Linked DNA regions of Sus scrofa: region 2 is linked to region 1. Evidence: chromatin contacts called from public HiChIP or PLAC-seq data. All regions are on one chromosome and are shown on one strand. The core of a region is the stretch at or near the end of the contact, and the rest is flanking DNA. Distances in the headings are between cores, read along the strand shown. Region 1 holds the start of ERCC1 (ERCC excision repair 1, endonuclease non-catalytic subunit). Region 2 overlaps RTN2 (reticulon 2).

Region 1 (5,977 bases), core at 2,281-4,780:
GTCAGACCCCTTCCCCTCCGACAGCCTGACATCTCCTCGGCGGCCTCCCCCTCAACCCCCGTCGTGCTCCGCCCTGATGTACCCTGTAGCCCAAGACCAATATTCTTTGTCCAAGTTGAGCTCGGATCCATCCAGGTATCTGAGTGCCTACTGTGTGTCTAAAGGCTGGGGATACAGCTGTGACCAGAGGACCAAGATCCCTGCCTTCATGGGGACACAGACAGTACACAAAACTATCTCAGGGACGAACGTGTAATTACCAAGTGACGTGCAATTCAGCTCTAATAAGGGTGTGGGGGTCAGAGCAGCTGGGCGGGAAGGGTCCGCAGGGTCCCCAGTCCCACAGGCTCCGGGCCATCTGGGCTTGAGGCACCAGGGACCGTGGAAAGGCTTTGGGCAAGGGAGTGCGGGATCCAATTTTAATTTTTTTTTTTTACAGCCACACCTGCAACACATGGAAGTTCCCAGGCTACAGGTCAAATCGGAGCTGCAGCCACCAGCCAACACCACAGCCACAGCAACGCCAGATCCGAGCCACATCTGCGACCTACACCACAGCTCATGGCAACACCAGATCTTTAACCCACTGATCAAGGCCAGGGATTGAACCCGCAACCTCATGGATACTAGTCAGATTTGTTTCTGCTGAGCCATAACAGGAACTTCCATTTTAATTTTTAAAGGATTATTATTATTATTTTTGTATTGTCTTTTTAGGGCCACACCTGTGGCATATGGAGGTTCCCAAGCTAGGGGTCTAATCGGAGCTGCGGCCACCAGCCTACGCCAGAGCCACAGCAACGCGGGATCTGAGCTGCGTCTGAGACCTACACCACAGCTCATGGCAACGCCAGATGCTTAACCCACTGAGCAAGGCCAGGGATCGAACCCGCAACCTCATGGTTCCTAGTCAGATTCGTTAACCACTGCACCACGACGGGAACTCCTTAAAGGACTATTTTGTCCACTTCACACCACTAGAATGACCCAAATCCAAAAGACAGACAATGACAAATGGTGAGGAAAAGATGAAAGTGGGACCTTCATCCCCTGATGGTGGGAATGTAAAATGATGCAGCCTTGGAGTTCCCATTGTGGTTCAGCGGGTTAAGAACACAACTAGTAGCCATGAAGACTCAGGTTGGATCCTGGGCCTTGCTCAGAGCTGTCACTGTTGTGGCTTGGGTTACTGCTGTGGCCCAAGCTCAGTCCCTGGCCCAGGAACTGCCATATGCTGCAGGCATGGCCGAAGGAAGAAGGAAGAAAGAAAGAAAGTCATTCCTATAATGGTTTTTCCCACACAAACCCCAAAGCCCCACTTCTCCATCCCCCTCCTCACCTGCCGGGGGCTCACAATGATGCTGTTGGATTTTGCTCCTGGTTTGGGAGCCTGGTTGGGGGTCTCTCCTGCCAGGGGTTCTGGCCCCGTGGGGTGTGTGGCTCCAGCCCCTCCTGGAGGTCCTGAGATGGCGTACTCAGCATAGGTCTGCGGGGCCGGCTGGGGTGGGGTCTCCACGGTGGGCAGGCTCCGTGTGCATTTGAATAAGGGCTTGGCCTGTGGGAAGAAATGCGAGAGGACACACAAAAATCTCCCCACCTCTTCGGCATCTACCCGGGTCCCAGCCACCATCTTCTCTCCTTTGGACCACTGCAGTCCCTCCGAATCAGCTCCCAGCCTCTGCCCTTTCCCCCCACAGCCTGCTCCCCACAGAGTCATATCACGTCCCTCCTCTGCTCAGAGCCCTTAAGTGGCTCCTGCCTCAGAGCAAAACCAAAGCTGTCACCACAGCCCTCGAGACTCTTAAAGATCTGTCCCTGCCCCCTTGCCTCAGGGATCTCATGCCTGGCTACCTCTTCTCCCTGGCTTTCTCTACTCCAGCCCCACTGCCTCCTTGCAGCCCTACAACTTATCAGGTTCTCTCTGACCTCAGGGCCTTTGCACTGGCTGTTCCCTCTCCCCTCTGACGTCACATAGCTCATTCTCTTATCTCTTGCACATCCCTGCACAGGCATCATCTCCTCCAAGAAGCCCTCCCTTGACTGTTTCAAGGTAGCTCTTCTCCCCATCACACCCTATATCCTTAGCCTACCTTCTTTTTCTTTATTGCACATAGGTAGCAGCCAGTACTTAGCTGTGGGAATGAGATCCTTTATTTACCAAAAGAGGTCAAAGGTCCAGACTTTACTTTTTTTATTTTATTTTTTGTCTTTTGTCTTTTTAGGGCCACACCCGCTGCATATGGAGGTTCCCAGGCTAGAGGTCGAACCGAAGCTGTTGCTGCTGGCCTACACCACAGACACAGCAACACCAGATCTGAGCCGCATTTGTGACCTACACCACAGCTCACAGCAACGTGGGATCCTTAACCCACTGAGTGAGGCCAGGGATCAAACCTGCAACCTCATGGTTCCTAATCGGATTCATTTCCACTGCGCCACAACAGGAACTCCTCAAAGGTGCAGACTTTAAAAAAAAAAAACTTTCAATTATTCTTTTTTTTTTTTTTAATGGCCGCAGCCACTTTATATGGAAGTTTCCAGGCCAGGGACTGAATCTGAGCCAAAGCTGCAGTAATGCGAAATTCCTTTCACCCACTGCATCCAGTCTGGGATCCAACCCGCACCTCCAAAACGACCCTAGCTGCTGCCGTCCTGTTCTTAACCCCCTGCGCCACAGCGGGAACTCCGAACCTTCCAATTCTTTTTTTTTTTTTTTTTTTTTGTCTTTTTGCCATTTCTAGGGCCACTCCGGTGGCATATGGAGGTTCCCAGGCTAGGGGGCGAATCGGAGCTATAGCTGCCAGCCTACACCACAGCCACAGCAACGCGGGATCCGAGCCACGTCTGCAACCTCTACACCACAGCTCATGGCAGCGTCAGATCCTTAACACACAGAGCAAGGCTAGGGATCAAACCCACAACCTCATGGTTCCTAGTCGGATTCGCTAACCACTGAGCCACGACAGGAACTCCTCCAATTCTTAAATATCAGCAATGAATTCATGCCTTGCAGAACCAGGGTGCTGGCTGCATAAACCATATCGCAGGACTATTGCCCAGCTGCCAGTTTGTGGCCTCTGCCTTAGCGCTCCTGACCATGACATTTTACAGGTAGAGAAAATGAGACTTGCAGAGGGCAAAGGACTGTTTTCTCAAGGTGACCCAGGCCCCAACACTTTCTAACCCACACTGTGGTCCCAAAGGCCCCATCCTGTCCCCCTTTCTCCGCAGACCGCCCCCCTCCAAGCCTCCTAGCAGTCCCTTCATCTCCTAGTCCTACCCCAGGAGGAGGGACTTCATCCTCGTCCAGTGGTATGACGAATTTCTTCCTTGTGGGTGAGGCAGCCGGCTTCTGGCCTCCCTCTTCGTCCATCGCAAGGTCCTTCTGGGGTCTGAAAATGAAGGCGTAGCATCGGCAGCAAGTACGAGATCGGCATTCCCATCACCCCGGGAGGAACACCCAGTCACAGCCATCCCCACTCCGAAATCCCAGGAGTCCATACGGTCCAGCTCCAGACACCTTGCGCGCAGTATCTCGAAGGCCCCGCCCCATCGATCCACCCACCACCTCCGGCTCGCCCCGCCCCTTACGGAGCCTCTCTTTCCGTTTGCCTCGCGCCTCAGAGCCCCTACTTTTTTATTCGCCCCGCCCTCACGGTTCTCCGCCTTCCGTTTGCCAGGTGCGACCACACTGTCCCCGACCCTCCGACCGCCCTGCCCCCTCAAGGCTCGCACCTGGATGCCCTCCCCTCGCCCCATCTCCTCCATCACTCAGCCACTGAAACGGCTGATTGGCTTCTGCGGCTGCCACTCGCCACAGGCTATCTCCACCCGCCGCACCTCTAGCCCCAGTCCTGTGGTCGCAGCACCCCGAGGACTCACCTCCTAGGCCCTGAGCATTGGGAAGACTGGAGGGAGATCGAGGCGTCCCACCGCCGGCGCGGCCAGCGCGGCCCCGGGCTCGCTGCACTTCCGGCCTCTCTAGCCCTCCAGCCAACTCCCAACGTTCCCCTAAGGGTGAGAGCATCGAGAGGGGCGTTCCCCGCGCAGCTCTCTATGGTTTTGGAGGACTGCTGAGTTTGGGGTTGGAGAGAGCCCACTGCCTCTGGGTCTGAGCATCTCTCGATGCCAAGCAGTTTGCTTTCAGTGCCCTTATTGAACGCTTCTTGTGTGCCCGGACTCTGGACAGGGCTTAGCGAAGAAGAGATGGCGGGCTATCAACCACACTAGGTTCCTCTCTCAGGACAGACTTGGGTTTGAATCCCAGCTTTGTCATTGACTTGACCTGTTTCCCCCTTCATTCATTCCCTTATTCCACACATATTCCTGGAGGGCCTTCCTGTTCCCAGCCATGTGTGAGGCAGTGCTAGCGACACATCGGTGACCCATCATAACGTTAGCTCCGCTCTGCCCTCCTGGAGCTTACAACGCATTTTTAGGGGCAGACCTGTTCCCAAACCGCGACAAACCAGGGTGGGCAGGGCTGAGATAGGAGACCCCAGAGGGCCAGGGAGGAGGTGGCGAGGGGGTCACGTAACCCAGCCAGAACGCCAGGAAGAGCTTCCTAGAGGAAAGGACATCTGGGCAGAGACCTGGTTGATGAGTTAGTATTAGTCATTTCCTGAAAGGATAGTATCACGCTGTTCTAACTAGCAACTCTCTCATTACTAAGAAGAGAGAACACTTTTTTGTGAGTTTATTGGTCTTAAACACTTTGTTTTCTGTGAGTTGCTTGCTCATATCCTTTGCCCATTTTTTTCATGGGGTTTTATGCCTTTTTTATTACTGTTCATTTGTAGGAGTACTTTACAGATTCCAATTCTAATTGTTAGTTACATATGTTCCAAATGCATCCTTATGGTTTGCATTTTATAATTTATCTTTGTCACACAGAAGTTCTTAGTGTTGAGAGTTCCCATCGGGACTCGGTGGTTAACAAATCTGACTCGCATTCATGAGGACACAGGTTCGATCCCTGGCCTCGCTCAGTGGGTTAAGGATCTAGCGTTGCTGTGAGCTGTGGTGTAGGTCGCAGACAAGGCTCAGATCCAGCGTTGCTGTGGCTGTGGCGGAAGCCAGCAGCTGTAGCTCTGATTCGACTCCCAGCCTGGGAAGCTTCATATGCTGCAGGGTGCGGCCCTAAAAAGCAAAAAAAGAAGTTCTTAGTGTTTATTTGCACCTATTTATCAATCTCTTCCATCCTGACTCACTTTTGGTGTGTTTAAGAGACTCTGCATACCTCAAGTTCATAAATAAAGTCAATTATTACTTTTAATACTTTACTAGTTTTGATTTTGTTTCTATCTTTAATCCATATGAGCCTTTTAGTTTATTCTATTCTATTTTATTTTATTTTTGGTCTTGCCTATGGCAAGCAGAAGCTTGGGCCAGGGATCAAACCCACACAGGAAAGACAACACCACATCCTTTAACCGCTAGGCCACCAAGGAACTTCCCCAATACTATTTATTTTAAGAGTCAGTTCTGCTCCCAATTTTGAGATTCCACCTTTATCATGAGCCAAATTCCCACATACACACAGATCTATCTCTGCTGTTTCTATCATGTTCCATTGATCTCTGCATCTGTGCCTTGCCTCCATGCCAAACTGTTTAATTACTTTATTTAGATGTATTTTGATATCAACAAGGCAAGACCCCCCCACCTCTGTTCAGTTTCAAATCTGTCTTTACCATTCTTGTCCATTTTCTCTTCCAGATGGATTTTAGCAGCTGCTTTTCTAGTTCTCTGAAAAATCCTATTGGGCCCAAGATTGGAATTGCACTGAACTGATGGATTAATTACAAGGAAATTGAGGAGTTCCCATCCTGGCTCGGTGGTTAACGAATCCGACTAGGAACCCTGGCCTTGCTCAGTGGGTTAAGGATCCCGCGTTGACATGAGGTGTAGCGTGGGTCACAGACGCAGCTCAAATCCCGAGTTGCTGTGGCTGTGGCGTAGGCCGGCGGCTACAGCT
Region 2 (6,008 bases), core at 150-2,649, 57 kb after region 1:
AGGAACTTCCTCATGCCACAGGCACAGGGCCCCCCTCCCCACTCCCGCAAAAAAAAAAAAAAAAAAAAAAGACTCTTTAGGAAATGTTGCTATATATTTATTTGGAAGGACTTTTTTTTTTTTTTTAGGGCCACACCTGCAGCATATGGGAGTTCCCAGGCTAGGGGGTCAAGTCAGAGCTGCAGCCGCCGGCCTACACCACAACCACAGCAAGGCCAGATCTGAGCTGCGTCTGGCGACCTACATCACAGCTCACGGCAAAGCTGGATCTTTAACCCACTGAGCAAGGCCAAGGATGGAACCTGCAACCTCGTGGATATTAGTTGGGTTTGTTACCACTGAGCCACAACAGGAACTCCTTTTTTTTTTTTTTTTTTTTTAATAAAAAAATTTAAAGGAAAAAATTAGGTAAATAGCAGAACAGGTGATATAAAGATCATCGAGGTCATGAGGAAAGGACTGAGGTTTGGGCAATATCACAGCTGACAAGAGCCACTTCTGTTTACTGGATGTTTATTCAGCGCTGAGGCCCTGTGACAAGGGCTTTACATGTAAGTAGCTTATGTCAACAACTTTCCATGAGGCTTCAAGAGGTGAGGTCCCTTGCTCAAGGTCATGCAGCCAAAAAGTAGCGAAGCTGATCCAGATCCAGGTCTGCAGGGCTTTAGACACCAGTCTCCTGCCTCCTTCTCCCCATTTAGTTTTGGAATCTGAAGCCCTGTGCTTATTCCCAAGGCAGGTGGAACGGAGAGAAGTGAGTGACGGGAAAAGTTAGAGAGAGAGAAGGGACATGGCTTCCTGACAGATTAGATGTGGGGGGTGAGGGAGTAGGAGTCCAAGGAGGGCCATACCCAGGTCCCTGGCCACGTGACAACGTGGGCAAGAGGGGACGTCCCTGAGTTGGAAATCAGGTGGGACCAGGGAAGCGTTTGGATATGTTTGCCAGAGCAGTGGTCTAGAAGGCAGCTGGATACATGGGTCTGGGACTCAGGTGAGATGGCTGCACAGCAGGCAGAGCGTGGGGATCGACTCGTGATGTCTGCCTGGCACTCAGGAAGGGTAAGAGGCTGTCAAGGCTTGGCTAGCCCTGGGGTCGGCCATGTCTCATGGCAGAGGGGAAGTTTCTTCTTCCGCAGAGATGTAGAGAGTTCCTCGAGTATCCCTCAGGTGCTTTTCAGTGCAGGAAGGTGAAAGCCAGAGGGGGCTGGAAGCACAGGAAGCCTTGGGTTTTCCACAGAAGTCTTTATTACAGTGTAAATCCAAGCTCAGGCCTCCCCTGGGCCCCATGCAAAGCCCCAGCGTCAGGGCTAGTGGTGCCCAGGAGACACCAACCCCTCACTGCGCCTCCAGCGGCGAGGTCACAGAAGTGCGGGGCGGGCGCCCTATCTAGGCAACTACAAGCCCCAGTAGGCCCCGCGGCCAAGATGCCTCGCCTTTCCTGGACTCCTAGAGCAGAGCCTCTTGGGAAATGTAGTCCTGGCCGCTCAGGCAAGTTGCGCAAACTCCCTGGTGTGAGGGATCCTGGCACCCACCGGGAAACGGCTCGGGCTGAGGCGGGGAGAGGGTGGGGATAGAAGGGACACGGAGGGGGCAGAGGGCTAAAGGGGGTGGGGGCAGGCGTCCCGCAGGCAGAGACACCCTTTTCATTCGGCTTTGGCTTTGGATCCGGAGACTGCGGCTGCTGCCGAGGCAAGGGCTCCGGTCCCTGGGATCTTAGCTCGGATCCTGGAGGAGAAACAGGTGGAGTCAAGGGGTGTGGCAAGAGACCGGAGAAGTATCAGAGGACTAAGCGCAAAACAGGATGGAGGAACAGAGTACCCAAGCCAGCCCCTGCCCTCCACCTACTGGTCTCCGATGGAACTGACACTGACGTTTCTTGAAGGAGATAATCTGCCTTAGGAGATTTAGGGTCAGGCAATATGGGGTGGGGTGGGAGGTAGGGGCGCCTGGGGAAAGCGTTCTCAAGTTTCCCCATTCCCCACCCATCCTTCTCCACCACATGCCCTTACTTAGCTTTGATGTGGCTCAACTGATTGGTCACCAATCCCACATACTGGTCAATCTGGGCCTGGGGAGACCAAGAAAGGGTGAAGGGAGAGAATGGAGGGGGTTCTCCCTAATTCATTAAGGAAGCTGCTTCCTCCCCAATCCCCACATCAGGAGCTGGGGGGAGTGGCCCACTCTGCCACCTTGAGACCTAATAAGGTACGCTTGGAAGTCAGAAGTTCAAGTTGAAGTGTCAAGTCAGATGGGACCACGCTCTGTGTGGGAAGTGATGGCACGAGAATTTGCTAGCGAGTTTGTGTCCTGGGCACTGTTGCTAATTTTGAGTGGGTTGTGTGTGCGTGTATGTGTGGGTGTGTTTAGGGGCAGTGGGAGAGTAGAGGGCATGAGTGTTGGTTGTCGAGTCGCTGAGTGGATTGGTTTAAATACTAGTTTGATTCACACTATTACTTGATTTTGTGAGTCTTGCTGATTCCAGCACCTGAAGGAGTTAGTAAGGACTATCTCCCTGGCAGGGACGGGCAGCATTTGGCTCTCAGCTGTGCTAGAGAATGTCAAAAATGGAATGTCAGTCCATCTGCCCATCTCTGAATAGAATACATGTCAGTTGGCCCTGGTTCTGTCAGTGATCTGGGTAGCAGACATCCCACCTGATTTAACTGAGATGTCAGTCCCTCGCAGTTTCAGGGAGTCAGGGCATCCTGATTGGCTGGGAAGGGTGTCAGTCAAACCCAGACTATGTGTAGGGATAGATGACATCAGTCTGTCTGTCTGTCTGCAAATGGAATATGTGTTTGTCAGTCTCTGGGGGTAGTATGAGGGGCAACAGGGGCTATCAGGGTATGAGGAGAAGGCATTCATCTGCCCACTGACTGCAGGCTAGCCTGAGTGTCAGGGACAGAAGACACCAGTCAGGCTGCCTGTCTGTAGCTAGGACATGTCAAGTCAGACCTTGGATCGTGGCTGGGGAGGAGCATCGGTTCAGCCACCTGCTTTGGGCTGGGGTGTGTCACTCAGATCCTGGCTGTCATGGGACACCAATCGAAATGGCTGTCTCTGGCTGTGGCGACACATTAAAGACTCTAGCTGCAGGGAGGAGGGGCAGTGGGTAGACCACCTGTGCCCCGCCAGGGCATGTGTCAGTCAGACCCTGGCTGTGGCGGGGTGGGAGCACCAGCTGGTCCTCCTGTCTCTGGCTGGGACATTTGTCATGGACCCTGGCAGGGGGGCGGGGCCGGGGGCAGTCAGATCACCCGTGTTTGGCGGGACTAGCGCCACCTGAGTGCCTGTCGCACTCACCTGGTGCTGCCGGTACAGCAGAGGGACTGTGAATAAACCGATCACTCCTGCGGGAACAGAGATGGGGGTCAGGGTTCTCCCGGGAGATGAATGGGTCCATGCAGAGCTCTGTCCCCCACCAAACCCCAGCGACCCACCTCCCCACCCCACCCCCACAGCCTTCCCAGCTCACCCAGAATGAGAAGAGTCAAACCATTGAAGACGGCACCCACGAAAGTCAAGATGTAGAAGAGAAGGGCCAGCTGAGGGAGAGGGTCAAGGTCGGCAGAGCCTCAAGGGTGCTACCCAGGCTGGGAACGTACCCAGCCATGGCCCTCCTCCCCCCCAGGGGCAGGGAGGTGGAAGTTGGGAGCCAGGAGGGCGGGGGGCTTCGGGGCACCTTGAGGGAGTCCACAAGGTCTTCGACCAGGAGGAAATGCCGCAGCTGCGTGGCCGCCACGACCACACGGGAGGCAATCTGCTGGGACAGGCGTTCTGTCTGCTCCCGAGTCAGGGTCAGGTCCACATCCAGGTAGGCCCTGAGAGAACAAAGGTGTGTGCCGTGTCCCAGTGGGTGGCAGGGGCCCAGGCCCAGGGGCTTGGCTGGATTAAGGGCCAGACAAGAGAGTCTGGGAGGAGGTCAGGAGAGAGGATCAAGGATTAAGGGTCAGAGGGTAGGGCCGCAGGTTGGGACTGGAAGGCCAGGCTCAGAGTCTGGTTTAGTGTCTGGGTCAGGCTGGCGTCAGGAATAGGAGGAGCCAGGGTGAGAAGTCACGGTCATGGTCCTGACTTAGGGTCAGTGCTGGGGTCTGGGGCTGGGCTGGGGGTTCTCACTGGAAGGGGTTGGAGCCGTCCCCACGGTGCACGGCATGCAGCACTTTTCGATAAACCCTGAGAGAGATGGTGCCACAGAGCAGCAACAGGGCCACGTGGGCGGCCACAGACACGATGCTAAAATGCAGGAGGCTGAGCAGGGAGACCATGAGGCCCGTGAAGACCACTCCTGACGTCTTGGTGTCCTTCCAGTACAGCAGGTCCGCCACTGTGGAGGGAGGGGGCAGCGGTCAGGCTGGGGTTTGGAGCTGGCTCGGCTGACCTCTTGACCTTCTATGTCCTGTCTCAGAGCTGAACCAGGACCTCTTGGCACACCTGTTGGAGCCTTAACTCAGCTTCCCGATTTCGAACTGTCTTCTTTTATTCCATGCTTGCCTCCTGGAAAACCCAGGTTAAGTGTCTAGCAAGACCCTGCAAGCTTACACCTGCCCATGGATTATGTGTGGGCACAGTTCGGGATGAAACTCACTCTTCTGCATCATACATATCTCACCCTAATTTTTCCTCCTAGGATGCCCTCCTAGTCAACTGGAATGGCTCTTTTTCCTTTTATTATGGCCGCATCTGTGGCATGTGGAAGTTCCCAGGTTTGGGGGTCAAATCGGAGCTGCCGCTGCAGTCTACACCACAAACACGGCAACATGGGATCCGAGCCACATCTTCAACCCACGCCGCATGGCAATACTGGATCCTTAACCACTGAAGAGGCCAGGATTGAACCCACATCCTCACAGAAACAATGTTGGGTCCTTAACCCACTAAGCCACAGGGGAACTCCTAGAATAGCTTTTTTTTTTTTTTTTTTTTTTTTGCTTCTTAGGGCCCAACCCTCAGGCTAGGGGTCAAATCAGAGCTACAGCTGCCGGCCTACACCCCAGCCACAGCAATATGGGATCCAAGCTGTGTCTGTGACCTACACCACAGCTCAAAGCAATGCTAGATCCTTAATCCACTAAGTGCAGCCAGGGATGGAACCCGCACCCCCGTGTATAATATTCGGATTTATTTCTTATGCGCTACAACGGGAATTCCCTGGAATAGCTCTTAAGTTAAGAACAGCTCTTCTTTTTAAGGTCTCTGCGATAGATGTTCTGTCGTGGGGCTATGCCATCATTCATTTTATTCAACCATGCATCTATTGCTGGGTTATTCGCTTTGTTTCCTCCCCCCATCTTCTTCCCTGACAGTACTGCAAGCACTAGCCTCCTACAGATATTCTTACCTCCAAGAGGTTCTATTTCTGAGATAGAATCCCAGGGGTGGAATCACTGGGTGGGCTAATTATGTATTTTCAAATGCCATAAATATCATCCGATTGCTTACTAGCAAGACTCTAACAATCCTTATTTCCATGAGCAACGTGAAAGGAATCTTTCCACGGCATTCTGCCTGGCAATGGGTTTTATTGTTCTTTTTATTTTTCTGCACCCTGACAAGTGTAACATGATACCTCCTCAATACCCCTACCAACATATTTCCTAAATATATTAATAATACCTTCCTAGGCCCTCACTCAAATGTCTGCTCCCTTTCTGACGTTAAACCCATTTCCTAAGCCCTGATCAGTGACCTCTGGACCCCCGCGGTTCATCTCACACACCTAAACTTTTCTTTTTTGGCCATGCCCATGGCCTAGGGAGACTCCAGAGCCAGGGACAGAACCCACAACCCGAGCCACAGCAGTGACTATGCCTGATCCTTAACCATACAGCCACCAGGGAACTCCCTGAACTGAGAGCCCAGGGCATTTCCATCTACCTCCAGACAGTCTCCATTCTCCCACTTTTAACTGCAATCAAACTGACCCATCCCAACCAGTCCCCTTCAGAGCCTGACTCCCCGTCACTTCTGTATCCTCCCTAAACACATCCTGCCCACAACATCCAGCTAGG

What was found. HiChIP or PLAC-seq counts read pairs in DNA pulled down with a chosen protein or histone mark.
Region 2: an H3K27ac HiChIP or PLAC-seq map of alveolar macrophages shows a contact between it and region 1. The contact joins the enhancer-like site here to the promoter of ERCC1 in region 1. A contact is called at or near these places in 2 of 5 promoter capture datasets (fetal liver and fetal skeletal muscle), 33 of 47 Hi-C or Micro-C datasets (adipose tissue, alveolar macrophages, blood and 16 more) and 2 of 2 datasets of contacts at active chromatin or transcription factors (alveolar macrophages and skeletal muscle).

What each region holds. Positions count from the first base shown.
Region 1 is chr6:51,795,028-51,801,004 of Sscrofa11.1, forward strand. ERCC1 (ERCC excision repair 1, endonuclease non-catalytic subunit) reads right to left here and starts at 3,531. Exons shown (of 9, transcript NM_001159309.1): 1 at 3,281-3,531; 2 at 1,340-1,555. The coding sequence starts at 3,373.
Region 2 is chr6:51,854,617-51,860,624 of Sscrofa11.1, forward strand. RTN2 (reticulon 2) reads right to left here. Exons shown (of 10, transcript NM_001129960.1): 5 at 4,117-4,324; 6 at 3,683-3,821; 7 at 3,476-3,545; 8 at 3,304-3,350; 9 at 2,010-2,068; 10 at 1,228-1,725. The coding sequence ends at 1,644. Among named protein-coding and RNA genes, the nearest start is that of RTN2, 7.1 kb to the right of the region's middle. Within about 2 kb of position 1,400, at least 69 of the 83 cell types and tissues checked have an H3K27ac peak or open chromatin away from gene starts, as enhancers often do. A contact at or near this core is called in adipose tissue, alveolar macrophages, brain and 8 more, where this site is marked.